3 separate regions of the Ovis aries genome follow, and all the other regions are linked to region 3. The links are chromatin contacts, called in public Hi-C maps. All regions are on one chromosome and are shown on one strand. Each heading gives the region's core, a stretch centred on a gene start, on an enhancer-like site or on the middle of the called end of the contact. The rest is flanking DNA. Distances are from core to core; before and after follow the strand shown.

Evidence for each region. Hi-C and Micro-C count contacts between places; a contact is called where the count stands out from the background.
Region 1: a contact with region 3 is called in a Hi-C map of hypothalamus, with 2.1 times the contacts expected there. The contact joins the enhancer-like site here to the promoter of SMOC1 in region 3. A contact is called at or near these places in 2 of 16 Hi-C or Micro-C datasets (hypothalamus and tail adipose tissue).
Region 2: a Hi-C map of liver shows a contact between it and region 3, with 2.2 times the contacts expected there. The contact joins the enhancer-like site here to the promoter of SMOC1 in region 3. A contact is called at or near these places in 3 of 16 Hi-C or Micro-C datasets (hypothalamus, liver and tail adipose tissue).

The regions. Positions count from the first base shown.
Region 1 is chr7:79,794,305-79,798,765 of ARS-UI_Ramb_v3.0, forward strand. All of the region lies in intron 5 of SMOC1 (SPARC related modular calcium binding 1), which reads left to right. Among named protein-coding and RNA genes, the nearest start is that of SMOC1, 95 kb to the left of the region's middle. Within about 2 kb of position 1,252, at least 6 of the 54 cell types and tissues checked have an H3K27ac peak or open chromatin away from gene starts, as enhancers often do. A contact at or near this core is called in hypothalamus, where this site is marked.
Region 2 is chr7:79,770,122-79,774,389 of ARS-UI_Ramb_v3.0, forward strand. The region is part of intron 3 of SMOC1 (SPARC related modular calcium binding 1); the gene reads left to right. Among named protein-coding and RNA genes, the nearest start is that of SMOC1, 71 kb to the left of the region's middle. Within about 2 kb of position 2,715, at least 2 of the 54 cell types and tissues checked have an H3K27ac peak or open chromatin away from gene starts, as enhancers often do. A contact at or near this core is called in liver, where this site is marked.
Region 3 is chr7:79,698,431-79,703,329 of ARS-UI_Ramb_v3.0, forward strand. SMOC1 (SPARC related modular calcium binding 1) reads left to right here and starts at 3,304. Exons shown (of 12, transcript XM_027971963.2): 1 at 3,304-3,663. The coding sequence starts at 3,565.

The DNA.
Region 1 (4,461 bases), core at 2-2,501, 94 kb after region 3:
AAGACAGCCTTGAATGTTGGTGGTTCCCTTCTAGGAGGGAGGGCAGGAGAGGGGATAAACATTTCTTCCTGAAAAGATCTGAAATCATCAACTCTGTGAGTGGCATGTCTGTCTGTAATTGATTGGGGTTGGAAAAGGGAACTGCCTTTAGTTTTGCTTGTTGCCACTGAAGTCTTCAGGAGCATAAGCTTTAATCCTGGTCATGAGGTCCTGGTGGTAGGAAAAAGAAAGAGCAGCCATGCAGAACAGACCACCCAGACTTTCCCCACGGAGTGCATGATGCTGGGTGAAGCACCTGCCCCCAAAAAGGCCAACCAGAGCATCTGGCTTTTAAACTGCTCAGAGAAATATTTCCCAGGTTGTCTTGTATGTTGTGAATGACAATAGGAATCAGACCCGTGCTCACAGCAGGCTCTTGCTGATCCAGGTGGGAGAAGACAGGGGAATCTGATTCCTCCAGGGAGCGGGGTGGATAGAGTGTGAAGCCTGAAGTTTCTACCTCTTCACTCCCTTATCCTGGTGGGTTCCTCCATTCCAGATGGTGGTGTAGGGGCTTCCTCTTTGGTGCAAAGGCCTGGCAGGGGGGTGGGGGAAGATGCTAGGGTTCACTTGCTCCCTGGAGACTTGACTTCTGCCCAATGGCCCCTCTTTCCTTCTACTTTGGAGGGTTCCCAGAGGTGCTGCAGTCTGTGGGATCGCAAAGAGTCGGACACAACTGAACAACAGCAGAGGTGTTGAATCTCTTCTCTTTGTTTGCCACGGGCAGGGCAGTGAAAAGCCACCTGTAGGAAGGCCCACCTGAAGCCACACCTGTCCAGGAAGCTGGGGTTTGAATGGGGACAGAGTGCGAGAGGGCATTGGTAATATCCTGTGTCAGCCCCGCTGAGGTGCCTCTTCAGCTGCCACTTAAGAATGGAATGTGCTCCGGAGGGCAGCAGGTGGGAAGACACAAAGGGCCCTTGTCTGAGCTCGTGCCCACATGGGGGGTCTCCCAGAAGGCATCTCCCGAGAGCCGCAACTCCAGAGACCTGCCCAGAGGGATGCTTGGCCCAGAGGACGTCCAGAAAGGAGGCGAGGCTGGGGGTCTGGGTGCATGTATGTGTAGGGGCTGGGGTGGGGGGTGGGAGCAGGGGAGGAGCACACCCAGCTCTTTCTTTTCCCACCCTTCCGCCTTTTTGAACATGCTCCATGGACGGGACTTGGAGGGATTGGTTCTCTCCGCCTGGGAGGAATGAAAAGGCGTATTGTGCGACGGAGGGTCTGGTTGCCGGCCAGGAATCAGTCCTCTGAAGGCGAGGAGGAGAAAGGCAGAGTGGGAGGAGGCTGGGGGAGGAGGCCCGGGGAGATAGCAGGAGGCAGGAGAGAGGGAGAGAGGCCAGGCGGTAGCAGGTCACAGGCGTCTGGCCAGCAAGCAGGTCTGGGTCGCTCCTGCTCCTGGGTCCACAGGTGTGGGGCCCGAGGGGAGAAGTGGGGGGAAGGAGGCCTGGTTATCTTACCCAGATGCACGTGCTGCAGGAGAGGAGGAGGGTCAGAACTTCAGACTGTTTACTTAATCCCCTGGAATGTCTTCACTGTGCTCTGTTCTTTGGGCCCCTTGTGTTTCCCCGGACTCCTTTATGGGCACATGTGTGGTAATTAACACATGTGGGGGAGGTCCCGGGCCATGTGTTTGAGTTTCAAATATCCATTGATCTGGGGCACTCCCATCCTGCAGCCGTCCCTTCTCTGATGGTCCTCGCCCTCCGAGAGAGATGGAAGGGGTATGTGTGCATTTTGGGGGGGCAGGGGGCACACGTGCATCCACATATGTTTTATTGATGCTACAGAGGAATATCAGAAGAGAGGAAAGGACCCCCCAGCAACCCCTGAGTTCTGACCATCTGCTGCTAAAACAGTTGAAAGCTGCAGAAATTGAGAGGAAGGAATTTGGGGTTTCCATTGAAGTAGAAAAGTGACTGGGAATCAAAATGCGATTTAGAAGTGATGATTTTACCCTGAGCAGCTTCTCCTGGCCCACCAAGGCTTGTGGATTTTCCCGAGGTGCCTCTTTCAGGGGTCTAGATGCTAACAAATGTGGGTGATTTGAGAGAGTTTCCAGGATAACCTAACACAGAGTCAAGGACTGGTCCTAGGCTTCATTGCTTATGAAGTGCAGAAAGGACATTCTCAGCTTCCGGTGTGGTGTTGGTGGGGCAGGTGAAGAATGGGAGAACAGTGGGAGAGGACTTGGACAATGATTTCTGGCAGTTTCCGGGAACTTTTTCTTTGGAGCGCCTAGGATACGTGGCCAGTGAAAATTTAGGGTCATCGGGAGTTTTCCGCAGTTTGCTTTCTTAGTTCTAAGAGCTCTGGGAGTGAGCAGTGTAAGGAAAGTGAGAGAAGAATAAAAACATTTAGAAAACTGCTCTCTTTTCTGCACGTGCTCCTGTATTTGTCAAGCCAGCCTTGGAGAGAAGCGGAACCTCCAACATTCAGCTCCTAGAGACTTCTTTTATTGCGCCCTCAAGCCCCGCCCCTCCGCTGACGGCTCCGTAGCCTGTGCTGCAAGCGCAGAGTGGGCTGCAGTTATTTTTCCAGCGTCTCTGGGCCTCGGTTTTGAGGATCTCTCGCGGTGTTTGGTCTACACGTTGATGCCAGCTTGGAGACCTTTGTCATGCAAACGGTGGAGCCATCAGCACTCCCTCTCAGGGCCTAGGGATGTGCTTCCGGCAGGGATGATGGATGGCAGGTCTCCCAGATGAAGGGGCTCGTGTGGTCTCTAGCCTCTGCCCTCACGGGGGCTAAGTACATCTGAAGGGTTTCCTTGCATTGTCTCCAACCTGGTGGAGGTGTGCAGAGCCAGCCGTCTCAGAGCATCCTATACACAGAATGTCGCCCGTTCACGGGTCTTTCACCTCTTCCCAGCCACCTCTTTTTTCTCTTCTCTCAGCCCAGAGACGGCGGCTAGATTCACGGTGATCTGTCAGCCTTGCCACGAGATGGCTTAAGTCTGATTACCTTCCAGCCTGGGCTGGATTTGAATGGAGATGGGCAACTGATGACCTCTATGTGCTGACCTCGGATTTCCCTGTGGAGAACCATTCCTTCTGATGCATGCCTGCTACAAACTGCACCTAAGTAGCTCCAGGCCCATGAGATGCAGCTCTTTTCTTCTCTGCGTGCAGGTCGCTGTCTGGTGTCCGAGCCACCCTGACCAAGCCTGGCATATCAGTATATCAGCTTCAAAGAGATCAGCTGCAGAAGGGGTGTGCACGAGTGTGCTTGAGCGTTCACATGTGCCCCTCATCTCCCACTACCCAAGTTCATTACTCCCCCAGCAGGGAGTAACTCCATCTACTCAACTGCCCACCCTCCACCTCAGCCCCTATTCTGGGGTCTCCAGAAGAAAGTTTACGAATGGAGGATACCTGATTTCCGAGGAGTGGAGAGGAAACAGGGTTTGTGATCTGGATTCTAACGAGTCCCCTGGTGTTAGTGACCACTGGTGTTTTATACTTGGCTGTTTTATTCTTTCATTCAACAAATATTCATTGAGACTTCAGTGCCAGCTTTGTTACAGTCCCTGAGGACCCAGTGGCGGGTGAAATGTAAGAGCCCTCAGCTCGTGGAGCTCACACTCTATGCTCTTAGCCTCTTCTTGTCGAAGGCATCATCACGGAGGGGAAGCCTCCCAGAGGAACACAGACTTCTAGATGCTGGGATACTGGGAAGCAGGGGAGGGATGGCAGGTGGCCCCTCCAAATGCCCTGGCCAGCAGCTCCCAGGATCAGAGCCTCTAAGGAGAGACCCTTGGAAGAGGCTGCCTGGGATGAGCATGGTGCACTGGCAAGTTCTTGATTCTTCTGCCTGGTACCTTTGTGGGGCTCCTGAAGTCTAGGGGATGCTTTGACCTTGTCTGGCCACTGAGGACATGTTCTTTGGCTGAATGAGTTCAGTTCCAAGTGTGGCCCAGCAAGCTGGAGGGAGGCAGGGATATCAGCCTGTGGGTGGACAGGCCTTGGGGCCACATCTGAACCACTCCTCCAGCCCTAAGCGCCACGTAGCTCCTGTGGTCAAGGCCAAGGAGTTGTCACTCTCCGGTCCTGTTGTACCTGTTGAAGGAAAGCCATGAGGTTCAAGGGCTGCTTATTCCAAAATTTATGTGGAAAGGCAATGGCGGTGTTGTTGTTTAGTCCTCAAGTTGGGTCTGACTCTTCCCTACCCCACGGGCTGCAGCACGCCTGGCTTCCCTGTCCTTTACTACCTCCCAGAGAAGGCAATGGTGCTACAGTAGCTGAAACAATTTTAAAAAAGAAAGTGAGAGGAATCACTGTATGTGATTTTTTTTTTAACCAAGAGATCTTTAATATTTTACTCCCTTCATGACCCTTTATGAATTTTCAATCCATGCTTTGCTTTGGTCATCTAAACAAATGTGGTGACTCCATATTTTTAAATGTCTATTTTATTCTGTTTTTATTT
Region 2 (4,268 bases), core at 1,465-3,964, 71 kb after region 3:
GGTCCTGAAAGGCTTGTGCGAGTTTGAGCCAGGAAACTGGCACTGCTTTGTCCCCGTCCTCCCGCTGCCCGTCTTCATTGTTCTCTTCTGTCAAATGTAGGCTGGTTATTTTTTCTTATCCTCGTGGGTTTCCATGGGCAGCCTCTGTATTCCCTTCACTGTTCATTGCTACCCCTTCTGCACACCTCTTCATCCTGTCCCAAGCTTCCGCTGAAGCCATGTTTCTTTTGAATGTAAAGTGTCTGGTTTGTGGAATGTGTGTATGTGTGTGTGGTGTATGTGTGCCTGTGGGTGGGTGTTTGTGTGTGTTGTGTGGTTCTTGTGTGCATGTGTGTCTCTGTGGGTGTTGTGTGGTTTCTGGTGTGTGTGTGTGTGTGTCTGTGTGGGTGGGTGATATATGCGTGTGATGTATTATCTGTGTGCATGTGTGTCCGTGTTTGTGTGGCGTGGTTTCTGCCTGCATGGGTGTATGCCTGGGTGTGGTGGTGTATGTGTGTGATGTGTGGTGCGTGGTATCTGTGCTTGCGTGTCTGTGCATGTGTGTGGATTCTGTGTGGAGGCTGTCTTTCTGTGTGTGTGTGGTATGTGTGTGCTGTGTGGTGTATGGTATCTGCGTGCACATGTGCGTGTGTGGTGTCTGTGCGAGCATGCATGTGCACGCGTGTATGCATGCTCTCAGATTCTAAAATCTCCTTTCAGGCAGTCTTCCCTCTGATCCTGTGTGACCTTCTGGCTGGAGGCTGGGTAAAAGTAATGCCGGCTATGTTGAAGTTGGCACAGATTGGAACGCAGGCAGCATGGGACAACGGGGTGGCAGAGCTTTCAGGCTGGAGCTGGGGACAGTCTAGCAGGGCCGAGACAGCTGGGTGAAAGTGGGGAGGGTCACTGGACAAGGGTGGGTCAGCCACTGGATTGGGACAGGCATGACTCCCACTGGAATGTAGTGTCATTTGGGGACCTCTGCCACGTGAGAGCTGGAGGCGGGGGCCTTGGGAGTTTCAAAGTTTCCCTGTAATCGTCCCAGAATTTTCAAGGGGGTGGGGGAGGAGGGAAAGGATGAGTCTGGCCTTTGGGCTGCTGGGTTTCAGCTTTCACTGGGGGGCTGGGCCCAGGGGACTGCTGATTTCAGGCCCAGTGCTGGTGGAAGTGGTGGGGTAGGGATGAGGCCTTGTATTTTTTAACGTTTCCAGTGTTCAGCCAAGATTGATAGCCACAGAGTTAGACTGACCTTGGCTGCCTGCCCTGTGAGAGGTGCTTTTATTCGTCTTCTCACTTATGGCTCACCACGAGCCTGCCAGGCAGGCGTTGCTATCATCATTTACAGAAGATGCAACCGCAGCGGGAGGCAGAGTGGTCCAGGAGCTGGGAGGCACGCTCAGATTGCTCCAGCACCCAAGCTCCCTCGGAGCCCTCCACACTCTGCTGTTCTCTGAGCTGGCAGTTTAAAAGGATACTCTCCGTGCTCGCTTTGGCCACACATGTACTAAAATCGGAACAATACAGAGAAGACTGGCACAGTCCCTGCGTGCAAAGCATTCCCTGTTTTATCTTGATTTTACCCCCTCTCAAAATTCTCCCAGAAATGTAGCTCTTTACTATGTAGCTATCATAGTAAATAAAATAAACACACGGTGCAAAATTTTAGATGAATTTATAAAAATATTTAAATTCCTATCTCTATAAAACAAATGCATAGTGAAATTCCATTCTTAGAGTTTAGTCAAGTGGTCTCCTTTAATTTGAATATTATACTGGTTGGTTTCTTTTTGATAGAAACAAAAATGCCTATTGAAAAAAGAGTAAAGGAGGCCCTGAGGTATGACCTAGAGAAAGGCGGTCTAGGGCTGTGGCTAGCGCACCTCTCCTAGAGCCAGACCACCTGGACGTGAATCCACTCCCGTCTCAGGCACATCATCTAATTTCTCTAGGTCATAATTTCCTTAAGTGATGAATAGAGATTATTATCTCTATTATTATTTTATATAGTAATTATCATTATTATGGGCTTCCCTGTGGCTCAGTGGTAAAGAATCCACCCTCAAGGTAGGAGACATTGGTTTGATCCCTGGGTCAGGAAGATCCCTTGGAGAAGGAAATGGCAACCCACTCCAGTATTCTTGCTTGGCAAGTCCCATGAACAAAGGAGCCTGGTGGGCTACAGTCCATGGGGTCACAAAGAGTCAGACATGGTTTAGCAACTAAACAACAACAAATTATTATATTATACATTTTTATATGTTACTATTATTATTACTATTGAGTATTACTGTAGCTTACCTCATGAGGTGGTGATGAGGATTAAATGAGTCAACACATGTAAAATGCTTGGAACACATAAATACTGTGTAAATACCTGCCATTATCAACATTAGCCCCATCTCTAATCTGGTTCTGTTACTCAGATCTTCTCAAGATGTTACAGACGATGTCACCCAAGAAAAAGAAAATCTTCTGTTGGACCTTTCGTCCATGGATTCTTTATTTATCATTTATTCTAGTGAAAAGAATCCAGGTGATCTTTGTGCTGAAAATTCACGTATGCAGGAGAATATCAAACCTCTTGCAGCTGCATTTGAGGCTGAGACAGGGGTTAAGGTAATAGAGAGGAGGCGGAATCCTTTTTTCCCCCCTTTCTAGGCTTCTGTAATCCTGAGTGTGTTGCTTATGAGAACGGTTGACCCCTGCCCTCCCGGTTCTGAAGTGTTTGCTGCCTCGTGACAGACAGCCGCTGGCCAGCTTTTGTTTGAGGGAGGCCAGGCTGGCCCAGGTGGTGTTTGCCGGGGAGGGGAACTTCCAGATTAGTCTGGGCAGAATTGCTAAGTGAGGGGGCCCCTGAAGTTCAGCAGAGGTTGGATAGACAGTCAAGAGCCCCCTCATTTGTTTGACATGCTAAGCGCTGCCATGTGTCTGCGGGCTGGAGGCTGGCTCACCCCGGTGGGCAGCCAGGCAGCCAGACAGCCGGTCCGACCCCGTCACAGTGATTGAAATGGATGTGCTTTTTCCCTTGATCAAAGACGCTGCAATAACTTCACAAAATGAGGCTGTCTCTTTGAGTGTGCTTCAATTGCATTGACAGGCTGCCAAAAGGCTATGAGAAAAAAAAAAAAATGCTTTTCTGCCTCCCCCAACCTCCACTATCACTGACCTGGACTTTTTTGGTTTTGTTTTCTTTAAGACCAGAACCCAGAAACCAGGTCCATTATTTCAATGTTGCTTAGACTATTGACATGCATGCATCCTGGTGTTGGTAACATATTTCCATCCTGTGAATCATTATACAGTGATGTGCTCTTGAGGTTTATGGAGGGGACCTTCATGGGACTGGGTTTGTCTGGCATGGGACACAGCTTGGGACCACATGACTAAGTTGGCTTTAATGGGGTTCATATGGGATACAGTGGTCTCTGCTCTCTAATTTGTTTTCCCTTGACCTCTTCTCTTGCTACCCTGCACCCCAACTCAAACAGCAGAGTGGTAAACATTAGAACATCAGGTTTTAAAAAATCCTTGATATTTAGACCACATCTCAGATCATTAAATCAAATTCTGGATGAGGGACCCAGACATTATTATTATTTCAAGCTCTCCAGATGATACTAGTGTTGGGTCCAGGTTGTAAATGACCTGCTGTTAATCATTCTTGTTCTTGGTTGCACCACTGGAATATGGACTTAAGGCTTTTTGATGACCTGCTGTGTGAGGATGGGAGCTACTGACTTTGTCCTTTGCTGTGGTCCTGTCTGCTTTCTCTTCTGGGTGTCAGGAATGTTAACTCCTGACATCTGTTCTCTGAGTCCTCTGCCAAGCTGTTGTCTGCTGCCCAATATGATGAACTGAAATCACAGCCATAGAGGAATGGTATTGGATCACCACCACTAGGATGTTGGCTTGTCAAGCTTGTGCGTCACTGAGTAATTATAATGGCAACTCTTTATTGAGTGCTATTTGCTGCCAGGCATTGATTTTTACACTCATTAATCTTTACTAGAACCTTTTGAGGTAGTTATTAATACCCTTATTTATATCAGAAAACTGAGTTTCAGAGGGGTTAAATAACAAGTTCAAGGTCACTAAGGATTTGTACCCAGGCCTACCTAATTTCAATGGCACCCCACTCCACTACTCTTGCCTGGAAAATCCCATGGATGGAGGAGCCTAGTAGGCTGCAGTCCATGGGGCTGCTAAGAGTCGGACACGACTGAGCAACTTCACTTTCACTTTTCACTTTCATGCATTGGAGAAGGAAATGGCAACCCACTCCAGGGACT
Region 3 (4,899 bases), core at 2,054-4,553:
TAAACCAAGGAGTATTTATATTACAGAAGCACCTTTCTCCAAAGCACCATTAAAGACCTACATTTCTGAAACCTTCCCTGCCATTAGGTTTTTAGTAGGTCTCTGCTCTCTGAGTCCCCAAAACACACTGCAGTCTTTATTCTTAAATATATTCTCCAGGTCTCTGTCTGCCGTTTCTTAGATTATAACCTCTCAGAGGGCAGGGTATGCATTCCAAGATCCTTTATTATAATGAGCATTGTGTTAGGCATAGAAGGAGATGCATCAAAGTGCTTGTGAAAATGAATAGAAAGAGTCTGTTCTGAATATGAGACAAGACTCCTGGCCTATACAGAAACATATATTTGAAATGGGCGTTCCTAGTTGCTAATAAATATTTGAAGCTCTCAGACCTCAACATGGGGTATAAAGTATTATTTTTCCTCACTGAAATATCCCCTTGCAAACAGAAGTCCCACAGGACAAGGAGCAAGGCTGAAACTGGACAGACCAGATGCCAGGAGAGCTAGATTTATTTTTGGACCGTAAGCTTGGCCTCCAGGGAAAGAAGGAACTTGTCAATTTCACTTTTTGCTTGGATCAGACGATTGAGCCTGGCAGAGAGACGATGTTTGGGACTAGTAGTTTTCTGGAATTTCTAACCTTCTCTGGGCTTGGGAGGAGTCGGGAGAAGAAAATGCATCGTTTGAATGATAGCCATGGTTACGAAAGGCCTCCCATGCCAACCGGAGGGAAAGCAAAATTACTTTGCTGAGCAAAGTAACTGGAAAGCAGTTGCTCATATTTTAAACTAAGCTATATGGTTGAAATCCAGAATAATGTAGACTTTTGGACCAGCGACCACTTGGAAACAAGCTTTCTGGCTGGAGAGCAGCCTGTGGTGTTACGGATGGAAAGGACTATTGCAGTGTCTTTTCCCTCAGCACTTTGTGCTGCCAGATACTAGGGGGCCATCTCAAGCATACTTACTTACTCCAGGAGATTTCTCAATAATTCCAGCAACAGAAAGAAGTTGACCAGCTTGATGGGTGCATGTGGTAAGGTGGTAGAGTCAGAACAAACCTACCACACTGCTGAGCCTGAGGGTGACATTTTCATCCTGGGGAGCCCCTGATGGAGGAGCACTCAGGCAGGCACAGGGAAATTGATGTAAGTGCTTCATGAGGCATGGGAGAAGCAGACAAGTCCAGCTGGGCAAATTCCCAGGATGCCAGATCACAAGGGCTGTTTCCAGGAAAGGCTGACCCTTGCTGTTTCCATGCTTTTCACTGAAACTCAGTGAAGCTCAGAATCTCAGCTCCCTTGCAGGCCACTGAAAAAATTCCCAGGAAGCACACAGGAACTGTCAAACTCTGTGCGATTGGACATCGCAGTTATCAGATGATGGAGGCAGAATTAGACTCTGAAAACCTGTACTTGAATGTTTGCTGTCATTTGCCAGCCAAATGAGGCCAGGCAAGTCCCAGGCGCATGGGGTATCTGGTTTACTTACCTGTAAAGCTGGATCTCTCTGTCGACTTCACAGGATCATTCAGAGGGTAAAATGAGATGAGGCATTTGTACTGCCCTCTTCAGATGCCAGGTTGTGATGTTTCTAACACAGTCATTCTAAGGGACTTACATATTCCATCTCCTTCAATCCTGACAACTACTCTTGAGGTGGACACTATTTTTATTCCCATTTTACAGAAGGGAAAGCAGCACCCCAGATAAGTAAAGTGACTTATGCAAGGTTATACCACTAGGTGGCAGACCCAGGATTTGAACCCATGCTGATGGGCTCCAGAGAACATTAACTGTTTCCTGCTATTTCCCAGCAGAGGAAGACAGACAATTCTCTTAGAGCAGTTTCTCATTTTTGTTTGAAGAACCATCAGTACTTTGTAATTGTTCTAACATCCAGTCAGGGCTTTTTGATCTGATGACGCTGGGGAGAGTTGAAGCCTTTTAAGCAGAGAGTGACGATTCAGGTTTGCGTTTTAGAAGGGTGACTGGCTGCTGGGTAGAGGCTAGGTGGCAGGCAAGCCGGGTGAGCAAAACTGAATGCAGGAATTGGGTGGGGAAGCTTGTTTATGCAACCCAGGAGAGAAGCTGTGAGGGAGCAGAGTTAACCTTTGTCAGGACCGCTTAAGTCACAGGGAGAGGAGTTAAGCCCTGGCGCTGCTTCCAGCCTGGTTGGAGTAAAGAATCCCTCACCTTCAAGTGAGTGGTCCATACCAAAGAAAATAAACACTAAGGGTTGTGTTCCACTTAAGAAGGTAAACCATGGTTCTCTTAGGTTGAATGCAGTGGACCTTTTCGCGCCTTTGAAGGGCTGGTGTGATGTGTCTGTGACCATTCCCAAGATGAACTCCTGGGGATCGTCCTGGGCAGAGCCTTCTAACATCCTACCGGCACTCAGGAGAGGTCTCCCTGACTTCTCTGACCCATCCCTGGGGTCTCTTCATCCACAGATTACCCCTCCTATCAGTGCTTTTTCCTCTTTTCTTCCCCCAGTCAGGAGACCAGGTCCCCTCTGACCTCTCCTGCCAGGGCTCCTGGGCCACAGAGAAGCTGCCTGTTGGCCTTCTAGTTCCAGGCAGGGAGCCAGGACCCCTGAGTTCTAATCCTGTATCCACCACCAGGCCGTGGGTTGGCATCATCTCATACCCACAGGGGCCCTCCCTAGCAAGGAGATGCCCAGCAGGAGCTTCCTCTCTCCCCCTGACACTGCTCCCGGGCCGCCGCTGTAGGACTTAATGCGTTACCTTGTCTGCAAGCAGCGAACGCGCCCAAGTCCCACTCCTAACGCTGGTTGCAGCCTGTACTCCGCGTGCAGGTGACCTGGCGACTCCCCAGTTATTCTCGGTGTTGGTGCAGCCGGGAAGCAGATTTGTCAGCCCCTCCTGTGCCCTAGTACCCTCATCTGAGAAAACGGGGCTAGGAGTGTTTTCCCTACCTATTTCATCCGGCTGACGTGACAACTCACTTACTGTAACCTAAACATGCTTAAGGTGTGACCATTTACGGGCGGGCATTCTGGGACGTTCAGGCTGCTGGAGCTCTCGGACGCTTTTCTGGGCCGAAGGGCCAAGATAAAGTTCCTCGTTATGCCGGTCTCTCCTAGAGCCCACTCGGCCGAGCCACCAAGTGTCGCTCCTCGGTGGGGTCGGTCGCGAGCCGCCCCTCTTTCCTCCCTCCCATTGGCTCTCACCTGCCCGAGGGGCGGCTGCCACGGGCCTCTCGGCCAGTCAGCCAGGGCCGCCGGGCTCCGCCCCGCCCCTCCCGGGGGTTTATAACGGGAATTCCCATGGCCCGGGCTCTGGCATCCAACCTGCTGCCGCCGCGGCCCAGCCGAGCGGAGAGCGCGGCGCGCAGAGCACACACGCTCGCGCTCAGCTCCGCTCCCGGGGCGGTTCATGAGCGCGCGCTCCGACTGCAGCCTCCGCGATCCCGCGCTGCCGCCGCCCGCCGTCGCCAGGGTCCCCCGGGGTGGGAAGGAAGGCAGGAAGGCCGGCGCGGCCGTGCGCTCCGTGAAGCCCGCCACCCCTGTCCGCAGCCCGCTGCCCGGACCGGCCTGGCACCATGCTGCCCGCGCGCTGCGCCCGCCTGCTCACGCCCCACTTGCTGCTGGTGTTAGTGCAGCTGTCCCCGGCTCGCGACCACCGCACCACCGGCCCCAGGGTAAGTGCGCCCCCAGCCGCGCGCCCACCTGCGGAAGGAGACCGCAGGTCGCTGGCCTTCATCCCTTGGGGACCGGAGAGGGAGGTATCAGAACCTGTGCCCCCCCGCCCCCCACCTACTACCCCGTCGCCGGTGGGCTTCTTGGCGAAGTTGCTGAAATTAAAATTTCTCCCATTGTTCCCCCCCGCCCCACCCCTTCTTTCTTGCAGCACCGACTCTGCCTTCCCCCTCCTCCCCCTCTCCCCCTACTGTCACTGGTGAGTTCTCTTTCCCCATCTCTCCTCTCGGGGCATTTTGCTCTAAGACCCTTAGAGGTGCCTCCTGCATCCGAGGTGCCTCCTGGCTCTCCGCTCAAGCGGGGCTGCTCGGTGGGCTCACCCCGCGCGCGGTCCTAGAGCGCTGGCGTTCTTGGCAGGCGGCGGCGGCGGCAGGGGCGGGGGGCGGTTCGGGGGAGAGCAGCTCTGCCTCCAGGGTTTTAGGTTACCGGAGAGCCACACAAGGACCTTGTGTTGTTGTTGTTTTAAAAAGCGATCGCTGCTCGTAAAGCCCACAGCAGATAATTTTAATGCTCCCTCCTGCTGGGCACAGCCGCAGAGGAGGGGTAGAGATGGGGGGCTGTGGAGAGCTGGTGGAGAGGAGCTGGCAGTGTTCGAGGAGCTCTTTCCTTGCGTTCCGCCTGGGAGGGTGCACTACTTGTTGAACCTTGGTCTGATTGGAGTTCCTGAACGATGTGAAACGTGCCAATTCTGCGCACAGGGCAGGCTGTTCAAGGCATTGTAAAACCTCCGGAACCGACAGCATTGTGTTCCTTTCTGGGCTAGATTCTTGCTCTCGTATAACCCAGTTAGTCTAATGAAGGATTCCACTACCTTAAAAAGTGTACTCTTAAACCACCCACTGATTCATTTGACCAAACTGATCCAGAGGATGGGGCTTCCCAGGTGGTTCAGTGGTAAAGACTCCGCCTGCCAGGCAGGAGGCATGAGTTCTATCCCTGGGGTGGGAAGATCCCCAGGAGAAGGAAATGGCAACCACTCCAGGATTCTTGCCAGGATAATCCCATGGACAGAGGAGCCTGGCTGGCTACCGTCCATGGGGTCACAAAAGAGTCAGACATGGCTTAGTGACTAAACAACAACGATCTCTGGCCAAGAATTACTTTATGTCAGGGCAGTTGTCTGTTGACAACTATCTCGACAGACAACTGCCTGCCTTCTCCAGGCAACAGGAGAGTCC